Linked DNA regions of Danio rerio: region 1 is linked to region 2. Evidence: chromatin contacts called from public HiCAR-type data. All regions are on one chromosome and are shown on one strand. Each heading gives the region's core, a stretch centred on a gene start, on an enhancer-like site or on the middle of the called end of the contact. The rest is flanking DNA. Distances are from core to core; before and after follow the strand shown.

Region 1 (6,750 bases), core at 3,069-5,568, 82 kb after region 2:
AACATTTAACAGAGCTCATGAAAAAAAAAAACGTTATTGCTATTAAGATGAAATGCAAATAATAAGTTATGTATCAATTTAAATGTGGGGCGGGGCGATGGATCGCAATGACCGCTCAGCATCGTGAAGTTTGTCGGCCATCGGCCGTTTGAAGTTTAGATAAAACCACTGATGGTTATGTTTAAGATTAAAATCACTGTCATTGGCATTTACCTTGACACTAAAAAAATAAAGGTTGTAGGCAGCGATTACATTATTTAACCAATAGGTGGTGACAACAAGCCATCAAAAATATGCCACTGAATAATTCTTTAAAAAAGATCCGACTAGCAATGAAACATGAAGTTTTATGACAAAATAACTGAATCATTTTTTGAAAATGAGACAAAAAATAAATATGTGATGTACAATTTATAATGTTAGATTTCTACATTTAGCGTTATCAGCAACAGTAGGACTAACAGTGAATTTTTCACAGGACTGAATATTTTTCAATTTATTTTTATTCAGCTGATTATTTCTTCCTTATATTTTGAATAAAATTACAGGTTCTAAGTTTGTTTGTTTGTTACAACCAAAAGTTTCTTCCAGTACTGTTTGTAATAAATGGAAAGCAAATAACATTTGTGTCCTCCCCTTCATGGCTGATCCAAAAATTGGTCCGATCTGCGGCTAAAAAACTTTAATGTAATCTGAACCATGAGAATTGTGATCCATTACACCACTAATACTTAGTGATCACATTATAGATATAGTATGTCAAATAGGGATTTAGTAAACCAAACACCATAATTAAAAATGCATGTGTTTCTGGATTAATAGTAAAGTTTAACCAAAACAGAGTCAAAGTGTAGCATTTATCTGTGCTTTTAATGCCTGATTGAAACTGTGTGTTTAAAGCATTCAGGTTAGAGTACCTAACATGTGTATACGCAGAAAAACATTGTTTACTTCAGTTACATATTTGATCTACTGTATTTGTCTATACTTGTAATTTGCTTATTACACTTTATGACGATGCACTTGCCAACATAGTCAAAGTAATAATTAATTCTGTACAAATTGAGCTATTAAATGCATCTAGTGAAATTGTTTTAAGCAATTTATAAATCAGAGAAAAACTAAATTACACAATATTATAACCCTCACTACAACTCTAGTTACACAGAAAAGCAATATACTGTAAATCACATTTTCCACTGACAGCCAATCAGAATCAACCTTTACGAAGAGTAAACATTTAAGTTGACAGATGAAAAAACTGCAGCACACACTTAAAATAAACCCAAAAAAAAATCACGTGTTGGTGTAGATGCTGAATTAGTTCTCATTATAACTATTTTTTGTTCTCATTATATATACAATAGCTCAATATCTCAGCTATTTATTTGGGCAAAGGACATGATACAAAATATGCTGAAAAGCGACTAGTTGGCCTGGCTACATTCAAGTCAAATTTAACCTCAAATACAATTCCATCAGCAGCATAACTACTGACTCAGTTTCCTTAGATTGACATCACAGGCATTGTTCCATTATTGACTATACACAATCAAGACGGTCACATTTACAGGTTTTGGTCAAAACACACAGTCATACGTCTGTATCTGATAGGAATATAGGAGCGTCCCCCGTGTTGGAGTGAATCATTATTTGAGTTGCTCCAACTGTATGCGACAGCTGCTCGCGAGGCTGATAAGAGCTCATGCTGGTGTAGGATTCGCAGCTGGCGAGATCAGTCCATGATAAATGGCTCTAATGTTGAGGACAACTGCTTTTCACAACAACAGATTATTTACATTAGGTTTACTGTACAAACACAACATAACAGAGGTAGACTGACATCTGACAGACATCAAGATATTTATATTTATTTAATGGTTAATTTTGGAATCACCTTTATTTAATCTAATATTAAGCCATTTATTTGGTTTTAATGAAAGACAAGTTTTGTACGTTTAATATTTGGCCTACAGACATATTCTGAGCCACTGCAACAAAAAACAAGGGTATTAAAATGGTGGTTGTTTACATAAATAGCAATATTATTATTATTATGATTGATAAATACTATTATTATTGTTGTTGTTGTCGTAATATTAATAATTCATCATAACTAAAGTATTTATAATATATGCTTTAATGGTTTATTGTGTGTTTTTAAATGAATAAAAAGTTTTTTAAAATTTAATATTTGGCCTACAGACATATTCTGAGCCACTGGAAAAATAAAACAAGGATATTAACACAGTGGTTGGTTACATAAACAGCAGTATTATTATAATGAATGGTAAGTATGCTATTATTGTTGTTGCAGTTATATTAATAATTAATCATTACAAACATATTTATAATACATTAATTATTGGGTTATTTTGGAATTAAAACAATGCAACAATGAAACAATAGTATTAAAACAATGGTTGGTTTTATAAATAGCAATATTATTATTATGACTGACAAATACTATTATTATTGTAGTGATGCTATATTAATAATTCATCATTATTGAAATATTTATAAAACATTCTTTATAATATATTCTTTTAATACTCGTGTTCAATGAACTCTTGTTAGTTACATAAATAGCAATATTGATATCACGACTTGCAAATACTATCATTGTTGTTGTTGTGATTTTAATAATTCATCATTACTAACATATTTATAATACATTATTTATTGGTTTATTTTGGAATCACGTTCAATTAACAATATTAAGCTATTTATGTGTTTTAAAATGACAGTGAATGAAAAAAAATTTAAATATAGTTTTATATCTGGCCTACAGACATTTTCTGAGGCAATGGAACAATAAAACAACATATGAACACAGTGGTTGATTACATAAATATATTATTATTTTGAATGGTAAGTATACTATCATTGTTGTGATTTTAATAATTCATCATTACTAACATGTTTATAATACATTAGTTAATGGTTTATTTTGGAATCAACTTCATTTAACAATGTTACGCCATTTATGTTTTAAATGAAAGACAAAATTTTTATGTTTAATATTTGGCCTACAAACAAATTCTGAGCCACTGCACCAATGAAACAAGTGTATTAACACAGTGGTTGGTTAAATAAATGACATTATTATTATAGTATTATCACTGTTGTTGTAATATTATTAATTCATCATTATTAAAAATTATAATACATCCTACGTTTTCATTGCAGGAGACCACTGATTAGTCAAATAGCAGTATTAAAAAATATAATAATATTTGATTTCTTTTTGTAATTACAAACCAGAATAATCATACAACTTTCTTTAACATATTACACATTAGAACAAAGATTAAGTAATTATTCACTTTAATATATTAATATAATAAATATCATTATAATTCTCAACATTCATAACTGGATTACAAATAATACAATTAGCTTCCATGGTAATTGCCACTTAGGATGGTAAGACACATAAAAACAAAGATTAAGTACTTAACCCCTCATATTGTTGTTGTTTTGTAGCTATTTTAATAATATTTTATACATACATTTTATATACATTTATATAAATAGATTATATATAAGAATAGAGTTGAATATGGTGAATATATAATAGTGTGTATATAAAAAGTACTTATTAGATGTTTAGCTTTCATTGTAATAGCCCAAGTTGGTTTTGTGTTATAAAGGCGTATTAAAACCACAGAACTCTGCACACTAAAGCAGAGCACTCAGAAAACTCATCAAAACTCTAATATCGAGTTCGAGTCCTCTAAGGACTTGTTTTCATTTTGTTCGACAAAACTTTTTCAAATCAACAAATAATGATTTTTGAAGTCTGTGGTCTTACAGTGGGTACCATGGATAATAAAGAGACCAAATCCTTTCAATAAAAAAGACTGTCAGAAGAGGCCAGCGAACGGGCGGCGTTTATAAAATGAAGTGAAACACAATAAAAGTTTCAAGTCCGACTCAAAGCCTGAGAGGCTGAAACCAGCGAAAGCTCGCGTTCTTAGTGACACACACACGCAGTCGAGCACGTTTCCAGTACGATCAGTGTGCATTTCTCTCCCGGATTATACAGTCACGACTGTGGTCAACTTTTGCCTGAACTTACCCGCTCGCTTCCTCTCGGCCGCTCGATTCCGGTCCTGCTCTCCAAAGCGCTTTTCAGATCAACTCCTACAAATATCACATCTGAAGAACAAAGTTGGTCCAGACACGAGATAAGCGCTGGTCTCGCCAGGCTCGTTTGCAGGTCGAGTCTAAGTAAATGTCATGAAACTTTTCTCTTCGGTTCTGCCTTCCTTTCCTCCCCCGGCCTGCCCCCCTTTTCCACGGTCCAAAAAAGTCGCACTTCCGCGATCGAATGGCTGCTGCTTGTATCATGTGGTTTGGCGTCCACGAGAGCGCCCGCACCTGGTGCTCTGAGCGCGCGCCCTTGACCCGCTTTGTAGCGTAGACGATTCATCGTTAAACAACGACAATCTTTCCCTAAACAGGAATGTGAACTCATCCATGGACTTTCCCGGGCGATCGAGGGCTTTATTGACTAGGAAAGTACATATAATGTCATATCACAATAAGCTTAGACTGCTTTTGTCCTACTGTATGGCATGCTGTTCATATCATATAAATATATCAACAAAGTGCGTTTATTGGCACTGTTTTTATTTTAAATAAGAATTAGGTCTCATGTCAAACGCTTAATTTTTGTTTTTGTTTTCAATAAGAATATTTTTTTTGCAGTAAAAACAATATCGGGTACATTATGTAATTTATTTTGTATTATTTTTATTTTATTAATATGTTATTAATAACTTAACTGAATTCATTTTAAAAAATTTATTAGAATTTTTTGTTATTTCTTCATATTTTATACATAAGTATGGTGATGATGATGATGTTAAAAAAATCATTTAAATTAACATGATTTATTTTTGGTTTGGTGATTGTTTGCTTATTAACTTTAACCTTTCTACATTCACACTGCATATCTAAATGATATTGCCAGAAGCCACTAATTTAGTTTTGCCTCTAGCAAAACTTTTTATTAAAAGTGTCAGTAGATGTTGACTCACTTTCTATGAATCATCACGGTCCAGCTTCAGATAAAAATCTCTTAGTCACCCACATTTTAGATGTCCAGTGTCATGTACTAAAGGACATATTATATCACAAAGCTCCAGCAAACAGCATTTCAGTGAGAGATGTGAATGCGCATTTCATTGTTTGCACCTGCTGAAAGAATCAGCACATTTCGAGCTTGACAAGAGCTTGCACATTGTTGTTATTGTTGTGTTTTGACTGTGTAACATACATTACTGAATTAAACAATGCTAAAATGTAGCTTTATTTTATTTTTGATTGATACAAAGTCACACCCATTTGGCAAAAATAAAAATATTTTTGTAGATTTGCTTGGTTTAAATTGTTTTATTGTAGTCACACTGATTTATTAATAACAATACGATGTTTTCTGTGTTAAATAAATTCTTAATTAAAATCAATTCATAAAGTCAGATAAGTCACTCTCATGTCGCCACCTACTGCTGAAGACAACACTGAACGAATCCGTGAGTGAATCAACCGATTCACTATTATGAATCACAACCCCCCCTCCGCTAGAGGGAAACATATGAAGGTTTGGAACTGAAACATCTTTTCCGGGTTTCAGGACTACAAACTAAACAGCACTACAACAACAGAGCAACAGAGAAAGTGCCCGCAAAACTTTATTGGTTGGTTATAACGGTGGGGTTTTCAAAATGGTCCGCGTGTGTGCTTTTCCAGGATGCTTTAACCGTGAGAAACCCCTCAGACTCCGTCAGTCGGCGTCATCGCACGAGGAAAGTTTGACTTTTCACTCGTTGCCCCTTCAAGACTTTAAAAGGTTGAATCTGTGGCTGAACGCTGTTCGTCGAGACACAAAGTCCTCAATTCGGAACATCCGTGGACTGAGGGTGTGCAGTGAACATTTCGCACAGGACGATTTCAGTCTGAACAGAGGAAGTAAACGACGACTGAAATCAACCGCTGTACCGAAATGTAATGAGGTAACGTTTATGTGTGGAAATAAAGTTAACACACTGCAGTTGAAAACATTACTAGTTTTCACCATAAATACCCAGTTGATTATGTTCCACATGATGTGTGTATCTTAAAATGTAATGTTTAAACTTACAAATGCCACTTTATTAAATATATACTAATTTAACTACGTTTCTAGTATTGTATTTCATTTTTTTTCTCAAGGTTTTGACCCACTAATTCAGAAAAAAAACAATGCAAGCTGCTATAATAAAAAGGTTTGGAATACTATTGTTGTTGTTATTTATATTATTATTAATAATAAAATAATAATATTTTTATTAGTAATTACTGTTACTATTTAAAGTGGAAGTTATTCTGTCAAGTTTACATTTTCTGTCCACTACAACGAAAACCTCTAACAATCACAAATAATGTAAAACACTATTCAAATTACATAATTCAAAAACATGGATGCATTTATTTGGTCATGGGACAGACTGCAGGTGAACATATTTTCACACAACAACTTTACCCTTCTGTATTTGCACATTACATCCTTTATTTACTTTATTTCACTTGTATGTTTTTTTTTTTACTTCTTTCTCTCTTCTTTAAAATGTATAATGCAGGTTGTAACAACATCCGTCTTTTACTAATGTTCTGAGTTTCTGTAATCTATTGTTGACTGTTTTTGAAACCAATAAGAAATTGCATATTACATGGAAGTAAAAACAAGTATATTACATGAACGTC
Region 2 (6,027 bases), core at 516-3,015:
TTTAGATGCAAATTATAATCAATTACTGCAGTTTAGTGCCAGTTTAAGCACTATTCTAAATTAGCTTGTCAGATGGTCATCACCACACTTTATGATTTTAGCCAAAATAGCTTTTAAATCAATTTTAATATGGTACGCTTTTGGTGCTTCATACCTTTAATTGGTCTTTTTTTGTTTCAAGGTCTAAGATTTCAAATAAAAGTTTCTTGTAAATGTTTTCTCAACAATGCAGTAGTGATAGATGTCTTACATATGATTGTATATTTTCTTGCACAGCTGGATGTTGGACTCATGAAAAATGTAAAATTAAACAGCTTTCATTTTCCTCCAATACATTTTTAATGATAATAATTATATCATGATTTGTAGATATGCTGTATTAATATTGTTCTGAATATACACAAAAAAATCTTGTCAGGTGTATTCAGAACAAGAATCATTTAACATAAAAATACTAAATTTAATTGTGATGAATTTACCATCATTCTAACCCCTGTATTTTACCTGGTTTCAGTCATTTAAAAATATATATATACACGATTAATTTTTGATTATTTTACATTTTAATCAGTTTGTTCTTTCATTTTTACAAAAGTTTTACTTTTCTTTTTTACAAGTTATTTAAAAAAAATAAAATAAACCAATACTTTGATTTTGAAATAATGCATTTGAGGCAGACAAAATGAGATGCCTCCTCTTTTAACCAAATGCATTTAAGCTTTGTTCAACATTACTATCTTGGAACCTGACATATTTAAATGACTATGCCAACATAACTAAATTGTATTGTTACTAATGTTATTGATCAAATTTACACGATTAAAAATAGCATATAAATGTTTCATTTTGGCAATCAAAATAAAGCTGTATGTGAATGTTATTATTATTACATGTAATTATATTCTAGATGATTAACACATTTAAATATTAATAATAAAACTTCAAATCTACATAAAAATAAAGCTATTTTAAGGTCGAATATAGGCTATACAAATTATTAACCCCATATTATAAGCACCCTCTCCCCTTTCCATTTTTTTTAAAATAGTTTTTAATCACATCCAAGTTTTAATTGAAACTGAAAAAGCGAAAAAGTTCATTCAAAATATTTAACATATATATATATATATATATATATATATATATATATATATATATATATATATATATATATATATATATATATATATATATATATATATATATATATATATATATATTCATTATGTATAAACAATTATTGTGCCCTCCATACAGCACCTGTGAGTTCTCCATCAGTCCAAGATCTCTTTAATACACCAGCAGCAGAGCAGGAAGTACAGGCACTCTTTCAGCGATTGGATGACCCCATAAGCCATATTTCCCCCCAGCAGTCTCTTCCCAGTGCCCGTCCCGAGGGCCGCGTCTCCGAGGTTTCGGCCCGGTGAGGAGGGCATAGCCTGGGGCAGCGGCCGCTGAGGCTGCATCTCCCTCCACCGCTGCAGCGTCGACCGGAGAGCGCGAGCGATGTTCGGCGGGAGGAGATGGAGGAGCGCGGGCCCGGAGCTACTGTGCCGCGTCTGCGCGTTCTGCGTCTCCACGGTTTGCTTCAGCTGGAGCTGCTCTTCACACGAAAGTCCTGAAGCTCTGCGGATTCGTGGACTCGGTGCCCCCGTGAAATGGGTTTTATTCAGCTCTGGAAAACGCTGGCTGACTGTCGACCTGCTATTGCACAACAATGGCTTCACAGCATCTCTCATCTAGCTTTTGTTCATCTCTAATTCCTCTACTGTTCAATGGAAGGTCCTGAATAACTGTCAACATATTGCCCAAACAGCGAGCACATAAACAGACTGTTCTAGTGTCATCTTAGCCCTAACAGTTTGGTTACAACGATCAATTTATGGAATTTGTAGTAATGTACTCTACTTTTGACCACGAACTACAACAACATAGCTATTTAAAGATTTTATTTATCTTTAGCAACGTTAGTAAAAATCTAATTATTTATGCTAGTCCACGCTATAGTGTTATGTATTATTATTATTATTATTATTATTATTTTGTAATATAGTTTTTAAAAATGTTGTCAAATATAAACAAAAACTCAAACATCATTCCTTTAAAAAAAGCTAAACAAAAAATAAATATTTGAATTAATTAATTTTAAAGAAAACAACAGCACAATAAGAATCTGAGGGCCACAGAACCCCTTCGACAACAGATTTATGTTAAATTAACTGAAGATTGTTAGGCCTGATCAAATCAGATAGCTCAAACAAAATGTTTTATCATTTTAAAAGTCTTTTTTAAAATTAGGGTAGAGTTTAAATGAAACACAACAAAAAGGTGAATGATATATGTATTTATATATGTAATCTATCATTTGATACAGGTGTAAACGTTTATGTTTTTCCAAATAACATCAACATAAAAAGAATTACTGAAATACCCAAAAACATGTATTTAAAAAAGAAGCAACATTTATATAGGCAAACAAGAAATAAACGCATTTGGCTTAGAAAATAGCAAACAGCTAACCACAACACAAAAGTCACCGTCATGACCACAATAACAGGAAGTGTTTCCATGCAACAAAAGGCCGCTGTGAAATATGAAAATGAGCAAACAGTTCAGTGGCGAGTCAAATGTAAAAGCCAGATTATTCCAGACCATTCCAGCCAACACACACATACACTGTTTAAACTCCATTAGCAGTTAGTGAACAGATCTGTGGTGCCATCAGCACATAAAAAGTGTGACGTCAAATGCTTAAAAAACCCATTCAATGCGTATCTTTGAATTACACCAGGCTGAAACCTGTCACACACAGCCGCAGCTGGAATCTGCCTGAAATTGTCATGCTGAATGAATGCTGACCAATGACTCAAAATTCACAAATTACATCCATGAAAAACAACTAAGAACAGAACAATTGCCCATTTCAGATTGATAAAGCATCCAGATAAAGGTCTTTGTACATCTGACGAAGCAAATTCTTATCATTTACATAGATTTGTGTTATAAACACGATGTGACTGCATTGTCAAATCTTACACCTTTGTTTTTTTCACCCAGTACAATCCTGTGAGTTTTACAGACTGATTCAACACAGTGAATGACATTAATCGCGTAGTATTATTTACACCTTCTCTTACAGGCCATGTCAGTCTCCAAATGAGAGATGAAATAAGATGTTTATTCACCAACGTAAGCTTAAGCAACATAACATGATACTGACCAAGAGATCGAAGCACAGCATAGCACAATTAGCCTGCAGAAGAAATTAAGCATGCTTTCCGAAAACCTGTAGTAAGTCTCAATAAAGCAATGTGTCATTTTTGCAGTTGATTTTTTTTTTCAGAAAAGAAAGGGTCACGATTACCCAACGAATCACAAAAGGCGGCTGTGTTTGATTGGTTTGTCTGTGTTTGGTGAAAAAGGCACAATCAATATCAGAGCAAATGAAGATAAAGAGAGTTGCTTTCCAGTCTGTGGCTGCAAAGACATGTTCGGAACTTATTTGGAGTGTTAACCTCGGCCTGGACGGTGTGTCTGCTTGTAATACACGTCAATTAAATGCATTCAAGTAAATTTTCGACAAAATAATGCATGTTTCGTAACTTGAGACTCCGAATGCATATATGCATACACACACATGAAGATCGATTGTCAATGCGAACAGAAGAAACACCAAAAGGAGGAAACGAAGACAAACAGAGCCTGTTCGCAGAATAAAACCATCCTGATGTCAGAACGAGATGACATCATTGCAACAAATATATAAATTCTTGACTAAAATGACATCATAAGAAGGCTTTGATCTCAAACCACAGTCCCATTCAAGCTTACCAGCCCATCTATGCAGATTGCACTTCATTTAGATATTATTTTCTCTCATCCCTTTTGTCCCAGATTGATGTTGTGTGGAAAGCGAACATGTTCCCCTTTCCCACAGACCAGTTTATCACACCTAATACGGGCAGCATATGTCCCTCACAGCATCTGCTCAATTGCATAAGGCAACAAAAAATCCAGACAGCATCCGAGCTGCTAAAGCTTTCACATATGATCAGGGGTCTTCCCGAATGGCCAAAATTCCCAATTTCTCCACGGGATCGTGTTCGGCATGTGGTGTGAGTGAGAATGAGTGGCATTCTGAGTGTTATTCTTCAATAGGAACACTGGGAAAAGGGATCTTCCAATGGAAATGACAACAGATGTGGTTCAGTTGATGGAGAATGAGCTGTGTTGTCTTTAAAGTTTTGCATATTCATCAACAGTCTTGAAACCACAGCGACGACAGGATTTAAAAACTAATCGCTAACGTGTCTTTGGATTTGGCCCACCGCACTGCATGTGAATCTTTCCAGTGCTACAAAGGGTCTGCAATTTTACTACATTCACATCAGCTCTTGACAAGAATGCCCTGGCTGGTTGCCATGGTTACTGGGAAGGAAGTGATGTCACATCCATTACGCATCTGCTCCTCTTCTTGAAGCCTATTCGTTTGGCTTTTTGCAATCGCTTTCCTCAAGCGACGTTTGCTTTAGACTTTGAATAGAATGATTACATCGCTTTGTAATTTCACGGCCGGTGGTTGATGCAGCAGAAAACTCAAGTGTTTCTGGGACGATGGGATTAGCTTACACTCCCAGTTGGAACAAAAACTGTTTCTCTGATAGAGTCAGGCAAAAATAAAAAAGGTATGAAGGAGAGTTTCTATTTCTCTCTAAAGCGTTTCTCAAGCTTTGCGATCGACCGGTTGCTGCAGACACACCTCACTTCCTGCAGAGATGATTGGCAGCCGGTTGTCCATGTGGTAGCTGATCAAGTGACTGACGCTCTCAAAGCGGTGGTCTTTGGTGCGCACCTATGAAATGGCAAAGGAAAGAATACAAGGCATATTAACGCGCTATACGGATAAAAATTCAATTGGAAATGCATAACTCTGGCAAACTTTACCTATTTAGGATGCTATTTATTAATGACTGATCGTCAATCTATTAAAAATATATATAGTATATGTACATAATAGTCCCTTTTACACAGTCATACTGGTAAATATCCAGAAAACTTATGCAATGACTTTAATGGTAAATTGAAAAAAGAAAAAAAAGACCATTCACACATCCATTTCAAAATGCTGGTAAATTCTGACATCCTTAACTAGAAATTACCTCTAAACATTTGCACTTGAATTTGTAAACATATACGGGGTCAGGCTTTTGTTGATGGTTTCACTTGTATTTAGCATGTAGCATCCAAGCTTTAGCATTCATGCTGCTGCTTTGTCCCAGAGACATCCAAAGAAGGAAGCGTGAATGGCAGCTAAATATTTACACATTTGACAACATTACAAATTCTGTGGATGGCTAAGTATTGTGAACAATTTCGATGCAAACATATGAAGGAACACTTTCGCATGTCGAGATGTACATATGTGTGTGTGCTGGCGCTCAGCGGAGCACACATCAAGCAACTGAAGCAGAGCTTGAAGGTAAACAAACTGCGTTTTTTCATAAGCATTTTATCGCAAATTTTTTACACAGTTGGCATTAAGAAGGAACATAGAAATGTTATCTGACTTACATCTAGCAGCTAAACGTGCCTGGAAAAATGTTCAAAGGCTTTTATTTTCATAAGCAGCATGGATTTGAATGCATCTGAATGTCCAGATTGGCTGGAGTAGACGTCTCACGTCAGCACGTTTTGAACGCAAACGGGCTCTTTTCTGTAATTTTCCCCCTGCGTTCAAACAGAGCATTCCGGCAAATTACCAGTGATGTTACAACTTCTCTTTCCAGAAAATTGCCGGAATGAATTTACCGGTATTTTCAAAAAGGGTCTGTTCACACATGATCCCTTTTTCAGAAAGGTCTCTATATGTGAAAGGGGCTATCCACTCGTGATGTATCGGTGACGTATGGAACACTGTTTCCGGGTCCAAGTCGCTACCCATTTGAGAAAATATTCGAACACTTTAAGTCGATGTGCTTAATGTGTGATTTTCTCAAATCACTCAGGTTAAAAAATCTGAACTTTGGT

What was found. HiCAR-type assays count read pairs that join an accessible place to other places.
Region 1: a HiCAR-type map of caudal fin shows a contact between it and region 2, with 4 times the contacts expected there. The contact joins the promoter of shc1 here to the promoter of lenep in region 2. A contact is called at or near these places in 3 of 18 Hi-C or Micro-C datasets (caudal fin, hematopoietic stem cells and an unstated tissue) and 3 of 4 datasets of contacts at active chromatin or transcription factors (caudal fin, embryo and gastrula embryo).

The regions. Positions count from the first base shown.
Region 1 is chr16:24,173,318-24,180,067 of GRCz12tu, forward strand. It overlaps shc1 (SHC (Src homology 2 domain containing) transforming protein 1), which reads right to left and starts at 4,319. Exons shown (of 12, transcript XM_073925487.1): 1 at 4,082-4,319. It also overlaps a transcript of flad1 not described here.
Region 2 is chr16:24,093,904-24,099,930 of GRCz12tu, forward strand. lenep (lens epithelial protein) reads right to left here and starts at 1,766. Exons shown (of 2, transcript NM_001302776.1): 1 at 1,261-1,766. The coding sequence starts at 1,466. The coding sequence ends at 1,275. shc1 (SHC (Src homology 2 domain containing) transforming protein 1) reads right to left here. Exons shown (of 12, transcript XM_073925487.1): 12 at 2,330-4,852. The coding sequence ends at 4,724.